2 separate regions of the Mus musculus genome follow, and region 2 is linked to region 1. Evidence: chromatin contacts called from public HiChIP or PLAC-seq data. All regions are on one chromosome and are shown on one strand. Each heading gives the region's core, a stretch centred on a gene start, on an enhancer-like site or on the middle of the called end of the contact. The rest is flanking DNA. Distances are from core to core; before and after follow the strand shown.

What was found. HiChIP or PLAC-seq counts read pairs in DNA pulled down with a chosen protein or histone mark.
Region 2: an H3K4me3 HiChIP or PLAC-seq map of forebrain shows a contact between it and region 1, with 2.8 times the contacts expected there. The contact joins the enhancer-like site here to the promoter of Wsb1 in region 1. A contact is called at or near these places in 3 of 39 promoter capture datasets (the SN4741 cell line, hippocampal neurons and macrophages), 1 of 15 datasets of contacts at CTCF or cohesin (the NIH/3T3 cell line), 1 of 484 Hi-C or Micro-C datasets (embryonic stem cells), 8 of 115 datasets of contacts at active chromatin or transcription factors (the 230-238 cell line, cardiomyocytes, embryonic basal ganglia and 4 more) and 2 of 9 other capture datasets (adipose tissue and liver).

The regions. Positions count from the first base shown.
Region 1 is chr11:79,252,117-79,256,628 of GRCm38.p6, forward strand. It overlaps Wsb1 (WD repeat and SOCS box-containing 1), which reads right to left and starts at 2,579. Exons shown (of 9, transcript NM_019653.3): 1 at 2,237-2,579. The coding sequence starts at 2,276.
Region 2 is chr11:79,425,126-79,429,640 of GRCm38.p6, forward strand. Nf1 (neurofibromin 1) reads left to right here. Exons shown (of 58, transcript NM_010897.2): 13 at 388-522; 14 at 3,453-3,566. Among named protein-coding and RNA genes, the nearest start is that of AU040972, 57 kb to the right of the region's middle. Within about 2 kb of position 2,661, at least 43 of the 459 cell types and tissues checked have an H3K27ac peak or open chromatin away from gene starts, as enhancers often do. A contact at or near this core is called in embryonic stem cells and forebrain, where this site is marked.

The DNA of each region.
Region 1 (4,512 bases), core at 1,329-3,828:
TACAGAGTTCCCGGGTTACACAGAGAAATTCTGCCTTAAGGAGAACAAAGAAAAAATAAAACAAAAAACAAAAGAATTCAAAATCTTCCTTCTACCCCACCCACCTATTGAGCGGAATCTGATCTGAGAACAATCTTGACCTCATGACCTCATATGACACCTATATAGGAGTCTTCTCTAGGATACAATAGTTCTAGTTCTTTCCATCAGTCTTCAGATTATAAAGTTTTGAGTCAATTTTCTATCTTTTCCTACCTTAATTTTTACATTTTCCTGGAATACATTCCCATTAGTAGTAACCCTTAAAAAGGTGATACCCAGAACTGGAGACTACTTCCTGGTGTGGTTTAACCAAAGTGATAGAGAACCCCCACTTCTTCAAAAGGGAGCAACATAGAATAAGCTCACATTCCTGTTACTGGCAGTCACATGAGTCTGATATAAGACTCATGAGTAGGTGAGCCTCAATGCCAGCAGAATGCATTTTCAATGCGAAACCTCAGAAGGAGCACATTGCTGCAGGCTTCCTGCATTTCTCCAAGCCTACATATACTCTTACACGGTCCTTTCACTGGGGTTCTTCTCATACTCAGCCCCCCAAACTGGGATTCCTGCTTAACTTTCATCTATTGGTCAAAATGAATTTTAGGAAGGACTTCATTCACAAATAAGGAAAACAAGTTTTAAAATTCTACTTTTTAAAAGAAGGCAATGGAAACATTCGCTTTAAAAGAGAATGCTCCCAAGTTGATCTAAGAAGAATACTTTATTTCCCAGAGATTTATATCTGTACTTTAAGGTTACTTTTAAAAACTAGTCTTGGGTACACTCATTTGGCTACTTTTCTTTATAAAGTGTTAATGAGATAGAGATGTGGCTGGTTCAAACACCAAACCCCAAGAAACAATTCACTAACTCATCTTCAAATGTAAGACATTCTAATTGTTACATAGTCAGCATTTTTCTAAGTGCCTTCACGTTTCCTTGTTAGCTAACAGACACAAACGATTTTTATACTTTAATTAGCTGCTTTAAATACTCAAGTACTGACTAGTAAAATATTATCAACCTCAAGGTTTTTCTCTAAAGTGCTTTGGGGAAAAAAAAAAGTAATGGGGCAGTGGGTGGGAACCAGCCCTAAAACCCAACCTATCTGCATAGCACTTACATCATGAGTCATCACTGAACAAGGCTAACCAGATTCAAGTTCTTCCTCACATTCCATCCTCCGATTTCACGACCAGAAAGGAAGTGTGACAGTGCCTTGTTAAAGAGGGTAGTAGCTCAGTTATAGCCTGACCTGGAACTCTTCACACACTCATGGAGTCCTGCCCCTACCTTTAGCATGGACATGAAAATCCAATTGACAAAACTGTAAAGTCAGTGTCTACTGACGATAATTTTGTTCAACGAATGTCATCCAATGGGCTCAAAGGTGACTCCTTTGAGAGAATTTAAATAATGCTAAGTGCTTTAAAGGGGCCAACGGGCAGGTCTGGCCCACGCCCTTCCACTCCCCATTGTCCAGGCTTCAGCCAGACGCGTGACAGGTCTAGCCACGGCTACATCCTCTGTACAATAGCCCTCCTTCAGCCATTCCACCTATTCTCACGGCTCCTTCCACCCCCACCCCCCCGTGTAGGTGGGCAACATATTCCCTCCTTAGAACCCTTCACTTTCATAACGCCATCCTTTAAAAAACACTAAAACTTTTTTTTCTACGCCGCTGACACCTCTCCAGGTCCCTTTCTCAATAGAGTACCGGACATACAGATGCTGCTGTTCCTGCTGCGCCTCAAAAAACACAAAAGTTCACAACTTCTTCCCACCAAAGAGAGCCTAGGATAGACCACTTAGCCTATGCTAGTAACTCTCCAGGTCCATTCGATATCCAAGACACAGCCGGGAGAATCCCAGGACGTCCGATCCGCACCCCAGCTGTGATGGTGTCACTAGGGTTTGCCCGGCGCTGAGCAAACTCGGGAGGCCCGCTCTGGGTCCATTCACTCCCGGCCGACGCCCATCGCGGGACCGCTTCCTCCCGCCACGCAGCGTCAGTCCTTGCTCCTCTCCATTTCTCCGGAGCCCGGGCATCCGGTCCCCCGCGCTCGTGGGCCTTGGCATCGGACTTCCCCGTTCTCCCATCCCCCACCCCCGTTTTCCCCCCGGGCCCCGGAGCCAGCCCCTTCACGCTCTGCCGGTAGACCCCGCGCTCCCCCTCCATCCCGAGCCTCACCGATCTCTTTCTCGTTAACCCTCGGGGGAAAGCTGGCCATCTATGGGGCACCGTCTGATTCCGGGAACTCGATTCGGACGCGACAACAGAGAAGGGACTCAGCGGGGGCTGAGGGGCGTGACGCGGGCTCAGGCTCTCCCGGGTGTGGAGACTGCAGAGAGAGCGCGGGCGGCCGCTGCGGCTTCTGCGGACTGCCCGGAGGAAATCACCGGAATGCCTGGAACAAAGCCACCGGGTCACACTCAGACAAAAGAGCCGGCGCGCCTTCCACTCACAGACTCACACAGCCCGCCAATGCTTCCGCCGCCAAACCAGACACTGAGACAAGATGGCGGGCGGCACTGATAATATCTGGGAGGCGGGGTGTAGTGGGTGACGTCAGACCATCAGGCCCCGCCCCTCGACGCAGGGGACGTGATGGTCTGGATTCACGGACGGGCGTGAGCCCTCAAAGCGCGACCTGCGGGCATTTTCGAAGTCGAAGGCTCATTGCCAAGGGCAAGCCCGGGATTATATAATGCACGTGACCGAACCGGAAAGGGCAAAGTAGACGTTTCACGTGCTTAATCCCTTTTAGCTACGTCTCTGGCTCCTTAGTACCTGGGAAGTGAAGGTTGCGCTGAAGAAAGATATGATGGAAACTAGCATAGTGGTGTCCAATTGGTCAGGACAGAACAAACTGGTTTTAGGAAAGACTCAGTTGATGAAGGAGACCCAGGGTGATGGGCACCTCTGAGGCCTCCCCAAGACTGCCTCTGTTCTAATTGGTCCCTAAAGTCAGGTCTCCTGAAGAGCTGGCCAATATGACCTCTACCTCAGAATCTGCCCTTCTTCCACAGAAGTTGAGGTCTCTAGGAAGCAGCTAGCTATTCCACATCATTGTTTGGGTGTGCCCCACATCTCAATCTAAGTACCATCTATAAATGATGTCATTGCATTTTAGTGGCCCTTGCGGGACTCTTTCTTCCAAAGGATAACAGATAACGGCTTAGATTTTCTCAGATACTCCTGGAAGACAGAATTGCCCAGCATAACTTTAGATCTCAAACACCATAGGTAGTGCATGTACTGTGTGCATGTCCCTTTGCCCAAGGTAGAAATTCTTAAGATCATGATGATTAATAGAAATAAATCATCCCCTTCTTTAAAAAAAATTACTTGGTTACTGCTTGACAATATGTTTGTCCAGAACTTCATGCACGGCAATGGTGCTGCCTGACGAACAGTAGAAGGAAAAAGAAAATTCAATCTTGTCAAATACAGACCATTATTGTCCCCTAATGTTTTTAGCTTATTTATTTATTATGTGTGTATGAGATATGTGCATGTTTTTGAGTCTTTTTTTTTTTTTGAGAGTTCATGTGTCTTAAATGCTTCTGTGTGAATGCAGGCATTCAGAGGTCAGATGACATCCTAGGATATGAGTCCTCACCTCCCACCTTTCCTGAGACAGGGTCTCTCATGATTTCAGTGCTTGTATACCATGCTAGCTGGCCCTGTAACTTCCCGACTCCCTGACAGCCCTGTTAGAGTGAAGGGATTGTAGAGTAGTAGTCTGTAATCTCCTGCCTTCTGCTTTAACCTGGGTTCTGGGCTTTCGAACGGTCAGGTTTGCATTTTCACCTCTGAGCCATCTTCCCAGCTATTTTTTTTTTGAGTTTTCATACAAAAATATGCAGATTTCACAAACTTGCAGGGCTGGAGGAGGGGGGTATAGCTCAGTTAGTAAAATATTTGTCTAGTATACAGGAACCATGGAGTCCAGCTCCAGTTCCTCAGAAACCTAAAGCAAATGGTACATGCTCGAAAGCCCAGCTCTTGGCAAGCAAAGGCACAAGAATCAAGAACTTAAGATCACTTCTGCTATATAGCAAGTATGAGGCCAACCTGGCTCCAAGACTCTTATCTTCAAACAATCTGGAAGGCTTCAGGAATTCGTGAGTCAGCCTTGCTCGGGAGTTATGCTGATTTGTTTGGTTGTTGGTTTGGTTTGGTTTTTTGAGACAGGGTTTCTTTGTGTAGCCCCAGCTGTCTTGGAATAGCTCTGTAGACCAGGTTGGCCTTGAACTCCAAGAGATTTGCCTGCCTCTGCCTCCCAAGCACTGGGATTAAAGGTGTGTGTCACCACTGCTGAGCTGACACTGTTGTTTAGTACAGACATTGCCCAAGTGAGCACCCTGTTAATATTTTTTGGCTAACTGCTGTAACTCCCAACTAATTACACTACACCATAGAAATCCATGGAAAATAACCATTCTTGAGAGCCTGCTTGTGAG
Region 2 (4,515 bases), core at 1,411-3,910, 170 kb after region 1:
GCTAATTTGAATTCTCTAGTATGTATATTCATGTGTGATATAGATACATTATTTTTCCTCTTACTATTTTCATATTTGAGAACCAGTTTTTGAACCCAAGAGTCAACTTGATATTATGCCTCTAGTGTTTTAGATTATTATTATTATTATTATATATTACTAGATTGTTATATAAGAATGATATAAATGCTATAAAACATTTTTAAAAAATGCAATATTAAATGTATGCTTGTTAGCTTATGTTTCTACCAGTATCATACATTTGGTGGTATGAAATGTTTTTTTTCAAAGCATTTTAAATAATTTCTTTTATAAAGTATAGCTATTATTCTGAATCTGATGTCTGATTGTTTCTAAGGTGATGCCATGTTTTTGATTTGTTATTAGAGTCTCACCTTTAAAGAAAAGGTAACAAGCCTTAAATTTAAAGAAAAGCCTACAGACCTAGAGACAAGGAGCTACAAATGTCTTCTTTTGTCCATGGTGAAACTGATTCATGCAGACCCAAAGCTTTTGCTTTGTGTAAGTATTTTTAATGAAATGCTTTGAAATTATTCCACTAATCTATTTGAACTGAAAGGCCAAAATACATTTAAATTATGAGTAACCTCTAAAACATTGCTAAGAAAGCCAATTCCAGGAATTCTAATATACTTAGATCACATTTTCTAACCGTTCCCTCCGCATTGAACTGTCCATAGTAGCATCATTTGCCCTTGTTCTGCATTATAATCAGACCTATTTCTGGGGTCAGGTGGGACAAATGACTGTAAAATCGGTGTGCTCAGCATCTGAACTGCTCACTCTTTTTGCTATTGCTAAGCGAGTTAACTTCTATAGCTAGCTCCCTGTGTGTTCCTTTGATCAGCCTTCTATTATCATTGGCTCTGCCTGTAACCATATTAGAAGAGAAAGTTAAAATGAGAGTGGTTAGTATCCAGTTATTGCCATAGCTCTGCTTTTTATTCCCGCAAATGGTATTATATTCCTGAGAGCTTCACTTTGGTGCACAGAGTAATAAAGAACTGATGTAAATAGTGTAACCAGGTGAGAGTAAAGGATTAAAAGCACAGGCTCTGGGGAAGGACTGCTTTACTTAGTCTCGGCACCTTAGGCTTCTCATCTGAAAAGGTAGGCAGTAATATAGTTCCTACCTCAGAGAGACCATTAAGAGTGAAATAGATTGTGTAAGGCTTTTAGGAACAATTCGTAGTGTATAGTAAGCAATAAAATTAGTTACTGCTATTTTTAGTAAGATACAGTTAGCGTTAGCATTCTTACTGTCCAAGTAAAACAGTTTGAATTGTTCACAGGATGGTCTGTTTAACTTTTATCAAGTCTCTATAGTCCTAGACTGTTGGGGTCGGCCTGCTGCTCTCATGTCTGGGTTCGAGCCTGGGAGGCAGCCTGGAACTGAAAAAGAAGAGGGAAACTAGGTGGACAAGAGAGAGATATGGAACCAAGACAGTATTCTGATCAAGGCTCAAATTTTTAATGGCAGACACGCTTTATAAAGGAGGGGGGAAGCCCATTCCTGCCAAATCATCCTTGGAGCCGAGCTGCAGGTGACCACGTGTAGGCGGACTCCCAGCAGGTAGCAGCAGAGGCAGTGGCTGAACAGCAGAGTGATCCAGGGAGGCAGGCTCCACCCTAGGTGATCTCCTTAGTGGCATAGCAAAGTCAAGGTCTGGCTCAGCTTGCTTCAGGCTTGGGGGAGGCTACACTAGGCCTATCAAGTCTCTAGACCATCAGGTAAAGCCTTCTGCTTTACTCAGTGTCAGGCTCATCCTTTGGTGCTTTATGGTTTTGCAGCTATGCTCTTCAAATTACTAAAATGAAGGCATTCATGACTAAGTGGCTGTGGTTTCAAGAATTCTATGAACCCCACGTTTTGAGTGTGTGTGCACACACGTGTTTTTGTTTGATTTTTGAGACAAAATCTTGCTGTGTATACTAGGTTGGCATTGAATTTATTATGTATGACATACTGACCTCAGATTTGTTGGGTATCCCAGGCTGGCCTTGAACTAGATGTTGCTGAGTGCTGGAATTACAGAAATGTACTGTCATGCCTCCACTCTAGAATTTTAAAAAATATTTACATATGAATAGTTTTTCTGATAATGAGAGATAATAGAGCCAGAGTGGATGAAGTTCCTAAAGTATGGGTTACCCCAAAAGAAGACCTATTATCTTTTTGTGTTTTTTGAAAAGTCCACCCAAATTTGAGAGTTTAATAGAATAAACAGTTAAATCTTTAGTTTGGAAAAGTTTTAAAAATTTTGTTAGTGGACTCTGAAAATTAACTTTGTTCTTTTGGTTTCTCGGGTGTGTGGCATGAACTGTGGTGACATCTCACTGTGCTTGCTACAGGATGCTAGGGTTACTCTGTTTACTTGGCTGCAGTTTTATGTTCACCAGTGAACCAGGGTCACCAGTGATTTTCATGTTAAATAGGTTATTGTTTGAAGAACAAGGGTTGAATTGTTTGAGGGAAAATAGTTTTTAAGTAAAATTTGCTGTCTTCCAAGAGTTATGGAATCCTTTTTACTTCCCTTGATGAGGATGATTGAACCAGAATCAGGTAGTTTTGTAAAGCAGGCAAAAGCTCCACCCCCGGCCTACTCCTGCGTTTTGTGGGCTTTGTTTTGTGTTTGGGGGAGTTGAGAGGGTGGGTGGGGTTTCCTTTGATAGGCTAATTGTCACTACCCAGGACAGCTGCCTAGCTTCATGGACAGTGCTTTCTTTGCTGCCATCTAGTGGTTAAGTGACTTTCCTCAGTAACCCAGGAAAGTAAAACAATATTGTACACATAAATTCTAAACCTTAGTTACTAGGAGAAATGTAAAGATGGTCTCCATCATGGGATCTTGTTGAAGTAATTTGATTGTGTCTTGTGTTTGTACCATCTTTGTCCTGGTTCCTGTCACTCTATGTGTTCCCAGCTACTACCATTTCTTACATTCCCCAATCATTTCTCTGCACTGTGTTAGAATGGTCTCTTTAAAGACTTTTGTCATGCCTGGTCCAACTTAAATATCTTTTAGCTAACGTTGCTCTTGGATAACAGGTAAGTGGATCTTTGAGTTCATGACCAGCCTGGTCTAGAGTGAGATCTGGGACAGTGAGGGCTATGTAGAGAAACTCTGTCTTAAAAAACAAAACCACCCCCACCCCCCCAACCCAGAATGTGAAGATTGACGGGGCCGGAGAGATGGCTCAGTGCTTAAGTACTTTCTGCTTTTTCCAAAGTGCCTGCCTTTGGTTCCCAGACACAGGCAGGCAGATCACTACTGACTGTAGCTCCAGCTCCAAGGAAGCCAACACTCTTCTGCCTCCATGGCCACCTGCACCCATGTCCTGTCTACACACATGCATATAAATAATAAATAATATATAAATAATAAATACAGTTATTAAAAGCAAAACTGAAGTTTGTTTTTCTCCTACAGAATCCAAGAAAACAGGGCCCTGAAACTCAGAGCAGTACAGCAGAACTAATTACAGGGCTCGTACAACTGGTTCCTCAGTCACACATGCCAGAGGTCGCTCAGGAGGCTATGGAGGTAAAGGAAGTGAATTCTGGGCTTTTGAAAGAAAGACTGTAACTGTCTCTGATCTTTTTCTGAGAACTTAATTTTTTAAGCAATTATTTGACTCTTTCTATGTGCTTTCTCTTAAAAATATATTTTAAAAATTTTAAATTGTTTGTGTGTGCATATGAAAATCAGAGGAAACTCAGGTTTCTGGTCTTGGATAGCAAATACCTAACCAGCTGTAGGTTATTCATTTGTTTTTTGAGACAAGATTTTTACGCTATTGTCCTGCCTGGTCTCTAAATCCTAAAACAATCCTCCTCCTTCAACTGTAATACTAGCTAGAATTTTAGTTGTATGTCACAAGTCATGTTGTATTTGAATTACATTGTGTAAAAAATTTTTGGAAGTTTGTAGTTTCTTTATTCCTTACTTTCTTTTTATGTCTGCATAATGGGGGTAGGGTGTGCCTGCACTCGCAGTGGCACGTCTGGAGATGAGGGGAGAGCCTGTGGCGTTTCTCTTCTCCGTCCACCTTTATATGGGTTCCGAGGATTGAACTCAGGTGCTCAGGCTTCTGTAACTGTTCCTTACTGCTGAGCCAGGTAGTGGATGGTAGACGTTCAGTGTGGTTTCTGTTTGAGGATTTCTACAAATAATACTATTAAAGTTACTGTATCATTTAATATTTCCATTAGCAGTGTATTGGTGTTTTGGTATTTCTCCATTGTTGATGACACTCATTATTGTTTGTTTTTAAATTATAGTAAACCTACTGTGTTAACAAAGGTGACTTTTTAAAAAATTATATTTGTAGCTGGATGGTTGTGGTGCATGCCTTTAATCCTAGTACTCAGGATACAGAGGCAGGTGGATCTCAGAGGCAGGCTAATCTCAACCAAGCCTACATAGAAAGACCCTATCTCAAAACAACAGAAAAATTACATTGACGTATTTATTGTATGGGAGGATGTGTGCA